Regions from separate parts of the Mus musculus genome. Here region 1 is linked to region 2. A link is a contact called in public promoter capture Hi-C data. All regions are on one chromosome and are shown on one strand. Each heading gives the region's core, a stretch centred on a gene start, on an enhancer-like site or on the middle of the called end of the contact. The rest is flanking DNA. Distances are from core to core; before and after follow the strand shown.

Region 1 (4,586 bases), core at 1,615-4,114, 550 kb after region 2:
AAACAAAAAAAAACAAAAAAAAACACACACACACAAAAGAAAAGAAAAAAGAAGGAAAGAAAAGAAGGAAAAGAAAGAAAGATGCCGGCAGGTTACCAAGTAGGGTACAACGGGGACTTGGTTCAGCAAGCAGAGAGGATGCCATGTTCCTGGTCAGAGCATGAGCTCATGTGGCTAAGCCTGAGCATCTTATTTTGTTTTGTTTTTTTTTAAACATATGTGTGCACGTGGGCACACATGTGTTCAGGTACATGTACACGTGCATCAGTGTGGCAGCCCAAAATCACACTGGCCATCTCTGATCACTTTCTATTTATTTTCTGAGTCAGGGTCTCTTGCCAAGCCAGAGCTCATGAATTGCAGCTAGTCTAGCCAGCCAGCCTGCTCTCAGGATCCCCTGTCTCTGCCTCCCTAGTGCTGGGATTACAGGCAGCTGGGATTTGAACCCTGGTCTTCATGTTGTGCAGCGAGAACTTTATCCACTGAGTCATCTCCTCAAACCTGCCTTTCCATTCTCTGTGCTCCTCTCCTGGTATTGTAAAAAGTTTGCCACGTGCTCTCGGGCCTGGGAGTCTTATGCACCTAGTACCTGGCATCCTCACATGTAAATGGGGACAATGTATCAGGACGGGGATTTAAATGAGGTCATCTTAGCTCCTACCATATCAACGTGAAGAACATTCCACAGAGCAGGGACTTGGGTGAAGAAGGGAGGTGAGTGGTGTTCTAAGCCAAGGAGAGACAGAGTAGGGAGGTGTGGCCTGGGCAGAAGTTGATATGGGGCAGTTACAGAAGAAGATACAGGCACCGACAGGTCTCCGCATCTGCCTGTGGGTGGCAGGATTCATCGGTTCCTACGTGAAGTGCAAGTGAGGTTTTCTGAGACAGTTTATTTTTGCCAGACTTACCAGGCTTCCAGAAGCCCTCACCAGCTCTTTACTGTGGACACGGAAGGCACGGGACCATCAAGAGTCACTCGAACAGAAATTAAACATCATCTGCTCTGGAGTCAAGTAGGAGACAAATGTGGTAGCATCCCCTAGCCTAGCTCCTGCTCTTTCCAGGCCCACACATCCCTGGGTGTGGCCCACACATCCCTGGGTAGGGCTCAGAACAGAACAGCCAAGTGAGAGGCCCCAGCTGCTGCCTAAGCCTTCAGGGTACCAGGCCCCAAAGTTGTTACCGTCAGGCTCTGAGGCACACTGGGTTCCAGTCTCCACCACTGCCTAAGCCCTGTGACCTAATTCACCTATGCCTCAGTTTCCCCATCTGAAAAGGGGGAAGGAAGTGTATTAATCCTTAAAAGGAAAGCTCACGAAACTGTTCTGGGAGGCAGGTATGGTGGTATCTGCCTATAATCCCAGCACTAGGGAGGCTGAGGCAAGATGACTGTCATGGGTTTGAGGCTAGCCTGGACTACATAGTGAGTTCCAGGTCAGCTTGGGCTACAGCGTGAGAGACACTGTCTCAAAAACCTCAAATCAAAAACAGACAACAACAACAGTAGGGTACTGGGCACAAGGAAACACTTGCAAAAGTCCTGTGGCTGCTGAAAGGAGCCCCGTCCTGTCCCCAAGTGCAAGCTGCTAAGTCTCGTAGTTTAGGAAGAAAGCAAACAAATCGAAGCCCAAAGTCCAGCCTTGGGCCTTAGCACAGCCCTCTGCTCTTTATCATGGGATAGAAAGTAGTCAGGCACACGAAGTCTACCTTCACACGGACCCCAGTGCTATCTCCAGTCCAGCTGTTACCCCAGGCCTGAAACACCCTCAGCCAAGACATCTGGCCCACTGATGGTGAGAGACCATTGCCTCTCCTCTGTTCCTTAGCAGACCTGCCTTAGCTCCTGAGGTAGCTTCCGTGCTGCCTGGCCTTCCCTAATTCTCCTCTGACCTCCTACCTTCTCCATGCCCAGAGTACTCCCTCAGAAGCCCCTCCAGTCCTGCTGCCACTAAATGTCAGAGTCTTCCAAATTGTCCATAGGACCCATACAGTGAGAACAAGGAGGGGCCACCGGGGAAATAGCAAAGCAGCACAAAGAATGTGACACGTGAGGGTCCCCCAGGGGCTGGTGGCCTCTTCACACTCGACCCTCATGTCCCCTTCTCAGGGTACTTTCAGCTTCTGAACTGTCAGTGCCTTGTAGTCCCAACAGCTATTGAATTCCAAGCCTACCAGTGACTACTGGGGCCACGGGACAAGAGCACTGGATCTAATGGGAGAGCCTGGTCTGAGGTACGGGTTATCCTCTCCCTTCCTACCTCATATGGTGCTGTCATAGGCGAATAGCTCCATCTCTCCATCACCCAGCCTCCTCATCTCCACTGGGGTGCTTCCATCCCCAGCCCATGTTCCCCTCAGGATTGGAAAATTCTTTAAAGAGTATCTTACTTTGAATGAGGCTTAAGATTGCCAGGACACTGGAGCCTTGAGTAGCGTTTGTAATTTGTGCTGCCCTACACATGATCCGAGGGAATCTGATGCCTCTATTTCCCCTGCTCCATGATATGAATACCATACAGAGCATCCAAAGGCTCAGACGGGACCCAAGAGCTTTAACCCATTAGGTTATCCCTTAGAAATCATCACAGGAACTCATAATTTAGAGACAAGAAACGAGAAAGCAATTCAGTGTTGCCTCTATTGAATGCTGGGATAGCAAGGAGCCTTTCGTACTAAAAGGATGTTCTCTACAGCTTCAGAAACTGTGGAAGTAAGATTTCCAATCCCCACAGCCATTTTCTTAAAGAACGCTTGGCTACACCCCGTAGGCAATAGTCTTCCCATTCAAGGGCCTTACCTGTGTGCCCCAAGTGCCTGGCTGGGCTAAGAGGTACCAGTCCGAAGGGTGTGTGGCAGCCTTACACTAACCCTCCAGAGCAGCTCAGAGGGCCTATTTTTAGGGTCAGATCTGCTGACACTGACCTTGCATGCTGTCCAGTGTGAGAGGAGACCCGTGGCATTTGTTTGCAAAATGATTCCCCAGTGTGACCTGAAACCCTTGACTCAAGCAGTCCTGTACCTGGAGGCCACATGTTTGTCTCTGGCTCAGCCACAGATACAGGACATGTGGCCGCCAGGATGGCGACAGATGGGTAATTCCCCAGCTTTGTTTTCTTACACTGGATGAAGCGAGGTGTCTGCAGGCCCTCTAAGGGCTCTGTCTCAGAATGATGACCGGGCTGGGGGCCGGGGATGGGAGGGTTGCCTGCTGACACAGAGCCATAGGAGGCCTCAGGGTTCACAGCATGAAGATCTCTGCCCTCTACCGCAGCTCTCTCTGAGAGTTTGGAGAGCTATCTCTTGGGGATGGATGGAATGGACATCGCATCACGAAGAATGATCGATGAATCCCTGAGAAAGAGTCCCTGTGGGCAAACACTGTGCAGGTAGCACTTCCTGCAAAACAACCCCCAAGTCCCCAGCTTTTCTGGAGTTCAGTGAGGACAGTGCTCACAATTCTACCCTCTTATGTAATTATGAGCCTGTGCACCACACACACACACACACACACACACACACACACACACACACACACAGAGAGAGAGAGAGAGAGAGAGAGAGAGTTGTTTAAGATAGCCAGATACTATGTAGATGGATTGACGATAGACCAATGAGAGAAACATTTCTTAGCATCTAAGACGAAAGATGTAGTAAAGTCAAATGGAGCCAAGAGAAGAATTTGAGGACTGTTATGATTTGAGTATGAAATGTTTTTCATAGGCTGGTGGAACTGTTTTGAGAAATTGTGGAATCTTTAAGAGGTAGGGCCGAGGCTGGAGAAAGTGAGAGTCACTGGGCAAGGAGGGGTAGGGTGTGGTGATGGTCTGACGGGTATGCCATATCTAACTCAGATGGAGCACTCTGTTTCCCATCTATCATGAGCTGCCAGCAAACCATCCCGTCCCCACCTTGGTAGACCATATCCCCCCAACTGTGAGCAAAAGCAAACCGTTTAAGGTGTCAGGATGAGAAAAGCATCGGATATAGAGGGACTGTTGATTATCACCTCCGTGAGCAAGACCCTAAGCGGTGAACTAGACAAATGGCGGGCTTCTCCACTCTCTCAGTCCTTCATACATTATATTTTGCTAGACATAGTGGCTCACATCTTTAATCCCAGCACTCAAGAGGCAGAGGCAGGAGAATCTCTCTGGGTAGAACAACAGGATAGGGGAGCATCCTAACCTTTTCCATCAAGGGCCCTAGGAATCCGTGGGGAGACTGTGTTAGAGAAGAATGGTAGCATTTTTAGGGACACCTGGTCTGTCTTCTAGAAGTCAAAAAAAAAAAAGGCTAGTCTGCGATGCATAGACCATTCTCTGCATAACTCTGATACAGGACTAACACCATGCAGGGGGAGGACGCCCCTGTACCTCCTCGTGTGGGTGAAACAAACTCCACGTTGTCTAGCTGGGCACAGGTCAGGCAACCCATCAGCCTGACCTAGAAGGATCCAGCCAGTCCCAACCCTTGGAAGGTTCCCCCAGGGTATGGAGATGTACCCGCAGCTTGCTTCTGCAAGCACTGTTGTGTTCATGTAGCTTCTCGAGGAGTTGTAATGCTGTGAACTTGTAATACTGTGGTCG
Region 2 (4,413 bases), core at 1,653-4,152:
TTTAGAAAGAATATCTTAAGCTGCTTCCCAGATGTTTTAACTTCAGCAAACTTGTGGTTTTCTTTATTGGCATCTTTGTTTGTAGTATTTGGAAGATGAAAGAAAATATCGTCTGAGCATCTAAACATGTTTCACATTGGGTCTTGAGTGTCTTTTGCTGCCAGGGCATGACTGGGATAATTCTTACACTGATAAATTTTCATAATCTTTGCTTTTAAAAGGTAATTCAGAGCTGTAATTCTGTTAACAGTAATGTAAAAACGGTGTCTTTTCTATGTGGGTTTTGAGTTTACATTGCTATGCTATTCATGTCTGTTAACATTTACTTAATTGCTTAATAGCTTTGACTCTCCATGATTCATACCGTAAGGATTGAGAATGCTTCGCATCCAGTACCTTTTCAAACAACCAGAAGTTCAAACTTAAAATATTAAAGATGACAATTGGTCCTTTTCAGATTTTTCTCTGATTGAAAATTCTCAGTGAAATCACCAACTGGGTTTCTCCTCCACAATTATGAAGGTAGTTGATAAAATCTGTTGCATGTTTAACATGTTCAAGGTAATGAAAGGGAAGAATGAAGTCGAGTGTCTGAACACACGGTGCTGGACTGGACATTGCTCGCTGAGGGGAAGGATGCTGAAGAGCTTGATTTGATCTGTGTCACTTCAAAGCATTTGACTTGTCGCCACAGGGGCTGACGTGGTCCTCTCCTGCTCCCGTCTCCCTCTGTCTTTCTCTTGGTGCTGGACCGCATAGTCTTCAATAGTGTTTTCTACTCCCAACTTACTCTCTTCACCTATTCAGAGAACATAATTTTAGTAATTTTATTAGAATCTCATTAGGTTTCTTAAAATACTCTGCGTGCATTTCTTTCAGTTCCTTTCTTTTCTTTTTTTTTTTTTTTTCTTTTTTTCTTTTTGGTTTTTCGAGACAGGGTTTCTCTGTGTAGCCCCGGCTGTCCTGGAACTCACTTTGTAGACCAGGCTGGCCTCGAACTCAGAAATCTGCCTGCCTCTGCCTCCCGAGTGCTGGTCCAGTTCCTTTCTAATTTCCTTTTGTCATAACTTGCGATTGTGGGTTAGCTGCCCTTTGTATAGTCTTCCACCTCTAGCTTCTATCAGATGTCTTCTCTTCTCTACGCTGCTAATGTGGAGCAGGAAGGCAAACTGAACACAGTAATAAAATCCAGGACAAAGCCTGGGTCACACTGATGTTCAGTTATAGTTCAGTCTACCTCTTTTCCTCCGGCCTTAAACTTCTGGAGCTTTCAAATGAGTTCAGTAACTTTTTGCCTCACTAACAGTGAAATAGTCTACCGCCAAATTGTTCTAAGAGATTCAGTGGAACAATTTATCCTTCTGCCCCCACCCCCCAGGAATTGGGCATATCTCAAAATGCAAGCCTAACTTTTTGTTGTAGTCCTCGCTTTCGTCTTGTATGATTGTTATTGCTCACCCGTTGCCTGCCATCCCATCCTTGACCTCTACTAAGTCTCAGATGTATTTTCATTGTCTAGATGTAACCCATGTTGATATATGTTGTCCCCTTCCCCCAGAGAGAAATGGTGACCTAGTTTAATCTTTGATTTATTGAGATGGTCAAATCTTCAACCCTGCCCCCTTCCACCAACCTCATAGAGAAAAGGGAGAACAGTATTGCAGGAGGCGCAGACTGAAGGGTCCACAGTCACTTATGGTTCGGGCGTCCTCTCTGGCTGCTTTCCTCTTCTTGCCCATTGTGGTTTGCATCCCCTTTCCTTGCTTGTTTGCATGCTTGCTTGCTTGCTTGCTTGTTTGTTTGCTTGTTTTGTTTTTTTGTGAGGTACCACCCAAGACAACCATTTGTTTTTGAGGTTAATTTTTTTAGCCTCCTTAGCTTGCCATTCATTTTCGGAATTCAAGAGATGTGTTGCTGGACACGGCTATGTGAGGTTTGGTAAATGTCAGGTCACTTCTTTCCAGCTTCCAGTTACCAGCTACTGATGAGTGCAGGTGTGAAAGAGCGCTGCCTGTTCCTGCAGTCGTACTAACTTCTGTAGAGCTATACTAATACCTCTTTGGTGCTATTATTTATATGACTTCATATTTATGTGGCTTCTCTAGTTGTTGTCAGCAGGAATGTTGGCTGTGACACATTATTAGTTACTTGGAATCGGAAGTTCAGTATGATGTGTTTTGATGGGGATTTAGATGTCTGCCTGAGTGTTTCTGATGAGTGATTTGTTTTTAGAGTTTGACAGAGAAACAGGATTAGCTCCTCAACCGTTTTCCATATCCAGTGCATGTATTTCTAGAACTCGTCTCTGATCGGAGAAACCCTGGCCCACTTAAATCACAGGCTTTGATAAAGACAAGAGGAGAAAGGAAACCAATAAAGCAAGCCAAGAAGAGCGTGTAATTTGTGTTTTGGGGGTGCCCATGGATAGGATGTCGTGTGTGCTTACCCGGAGTCGCCACATGTCATTCTGAGGATCACTTTCCTACAGTCTTTTCCTTTTACTTGCATGGCTTAAAAAGTAAATGTCAAACAATTTATTGTTTAACGAAAATTGTAAATGTGTTTAGTGGAATTTAGTTATATGTTTTTATGATAGGTTCAAACCTAATGCACGTGTCATTTATGTAAATTTAGGAGTAATCATTTTAATCATCTATACTTAGTACTTTTCCACAGTATATTTGATTATCTAACATGCTAAAAATCCCTCCATCTCCAGAGTTATAAATGGGAGTAATTAAACCTTAAAAAACTTTACACTTGAGTAGAGTAACGGCTTATCTAAGCAGCACGTGCTTAAAACCAACTTTTTATCAAAGAAAATAACATGAGAAGGTAGAGAAATGCCTCTAATTACAGTCCGCATGAACTAACAGCCTAACTTTAACTTTGAACGACTGTTACTTTTTCCATCTTTTTCAAATATCCTTAAATATAAGCACATGTGGGAATGCTCTTTGGCTTTTATCAGACTGACATTGCAGTGATTTTTTTTTTTTTAACCTCACTTGAACATTTGTGGTAAAAGATTTCAAAGCTTTGAATCTTAAAATTTGCTTATGGATTCCCTCCCCCGTGTTATTCTATTAACATTTGGTCTTAATAAGTATAACCTGTTCGGAATTACTGCTGTTTTACATTTATTATTTGTTTAGATGAGAAAGAGGAAAGAAAATTGAAAATTCTGCTTGGCAGTTAAGAGTGCTTTCTCATGGAAACTAATGTCTTTGAGTTCCCCGTGAAGATTTTAATTGTCTTACCCCTCCTCAGAGGCTTAAACTTCCTGAATTGTTTTCAAATTACTGATATCTGCTCCTATACTGAGATAGTTTATACAACGTGAGGTCGTCTCTCTTCAGACGGATGTTGAGTGTGCCCACATCTCCCTTCTTTGCACACCAGAACTTTTCTTCCCTGCTTCCGTATAGTACAGCGACTTTAGTTTCATTGACAATGGAAAGCACTTGCCCTCAGATGGAAGTAAACTTGTATGGCCTGGCTCTCTGTGCTTTCCTGTTCATAATTCTTATTTCCCCATAGAGAATAATTGGAGATGTATTATAGGTTATAATCATGGTATCCTTCATTTTAAGTAGAAGTTGCTTCATGTCACACCAGTAAGAAATTTACTAATTAAGAATCAACTAAAGCCAGGCATTGTGGCCCATGCCTTTAATCCTAGCATTCATGAGGCAGAGGCAGGTGGATCTCTGTGAGTTACAGGCCAACTGGAACTATATAGATGGCTTCTGTCTCAAAAAACACAAAACAACCAAACAAAAATTTAAAAAAAAATTTTTTTTTTACTGAATTTAAATTAAAATTTACTGGAAAACTCCAAAATGTTAGTTTCCTTGAGCCAGTATACTAGAGTGACGATTTTCTCTGCAGCTTTCTTCTGTTTTGTGACTCCAGTCCGTAGAAACCCCATCTCATTTGCTGTTTTAATGGATAACTTGACATTCAGTTGAATACAGTAGGGCATGGAAGCTGCATAGTGCTTATAAGGCCTGCTCGAGAACGATCTCATTCTAGTATTCTTAACTGCTTTTTAATGTAAACATTGGGAGTGTTTTAGAGACTAATAATGAAGGTAATAAAAGATGTCTGTCAAAAATTGACATGCTCACCTGTTAAATGAGTTACTCTGCTCCTGGCCCCAGAGTCATGGGGGCCGGGGGGGGGCAGCATGAGGCAGGTCCCCTTTCCAGTGCACCATCACTGATCCATCCTGCATAGGAACTTGTCAAGTATGGGAAATGACGTTTTGCCCTGGGCCTCAGAGCCAGGCTTGGCTTCTTACTGGTGCATTTCTCCTTCTCCCTGTCAGTGTACTGGGTTGGAGTGGACATATTCCTTCAAACCAAAGTATTCCAGTGATCTCAGAGACACACACTTCATCTTCTTAGGAAG

Evidence for each region. Promoter capture Hi-C pulls out the DNA fragments that hold promoters and counts their contacts.
Region 1: a contact with region 2 is called in a promoter capture Hi-C map of second pharyngeal arch cranial neural crest. The contact joins the promoter of Dupd1 here to the enhancer-like site in region 2. A contact is called at or near these places in 9 of 39 promoter capture datasets (the C10 cell line, cranial neural crest, frontonasal cranial neural crest and 5 more), 1 of 484 Hi-C or Micro-C datasets (bone marrow-derived macrophages), 1 of 115 datasets of contacts at active chromatin or transcription factors (embryonic basal ganglia) and 1 of 9 other capture datasets (adipose tissue).

The regions. Positions count from the first base shown.
Region 1 is chr14:21,711,712-21,716,297 of GRCm38.p6, forward strand. Dupd1 (dual specificity phosphatase and pro isomerase domain containing 1) reads right to left here and starts at 2,865. Exons shown (of 4, transcript NM_001013826.2): 1 at 2,798-2,865.
Region 2 is chr14:21,158,944-21,163,356 of GRCm38.p6, forward strand. The region is part of intron 3 of Adk (adenosine kinase); the gene reads left to right. Among named protein-coding and RNA genes, the nearest start is that of Adk, 110 kb to the left of the region's middle. Within about 2 kb of position 2,903, at least 4 of the 459 cell types and tissues checked have an H3K27ac peak or open chromatin away from gene starts, as enhancers often do.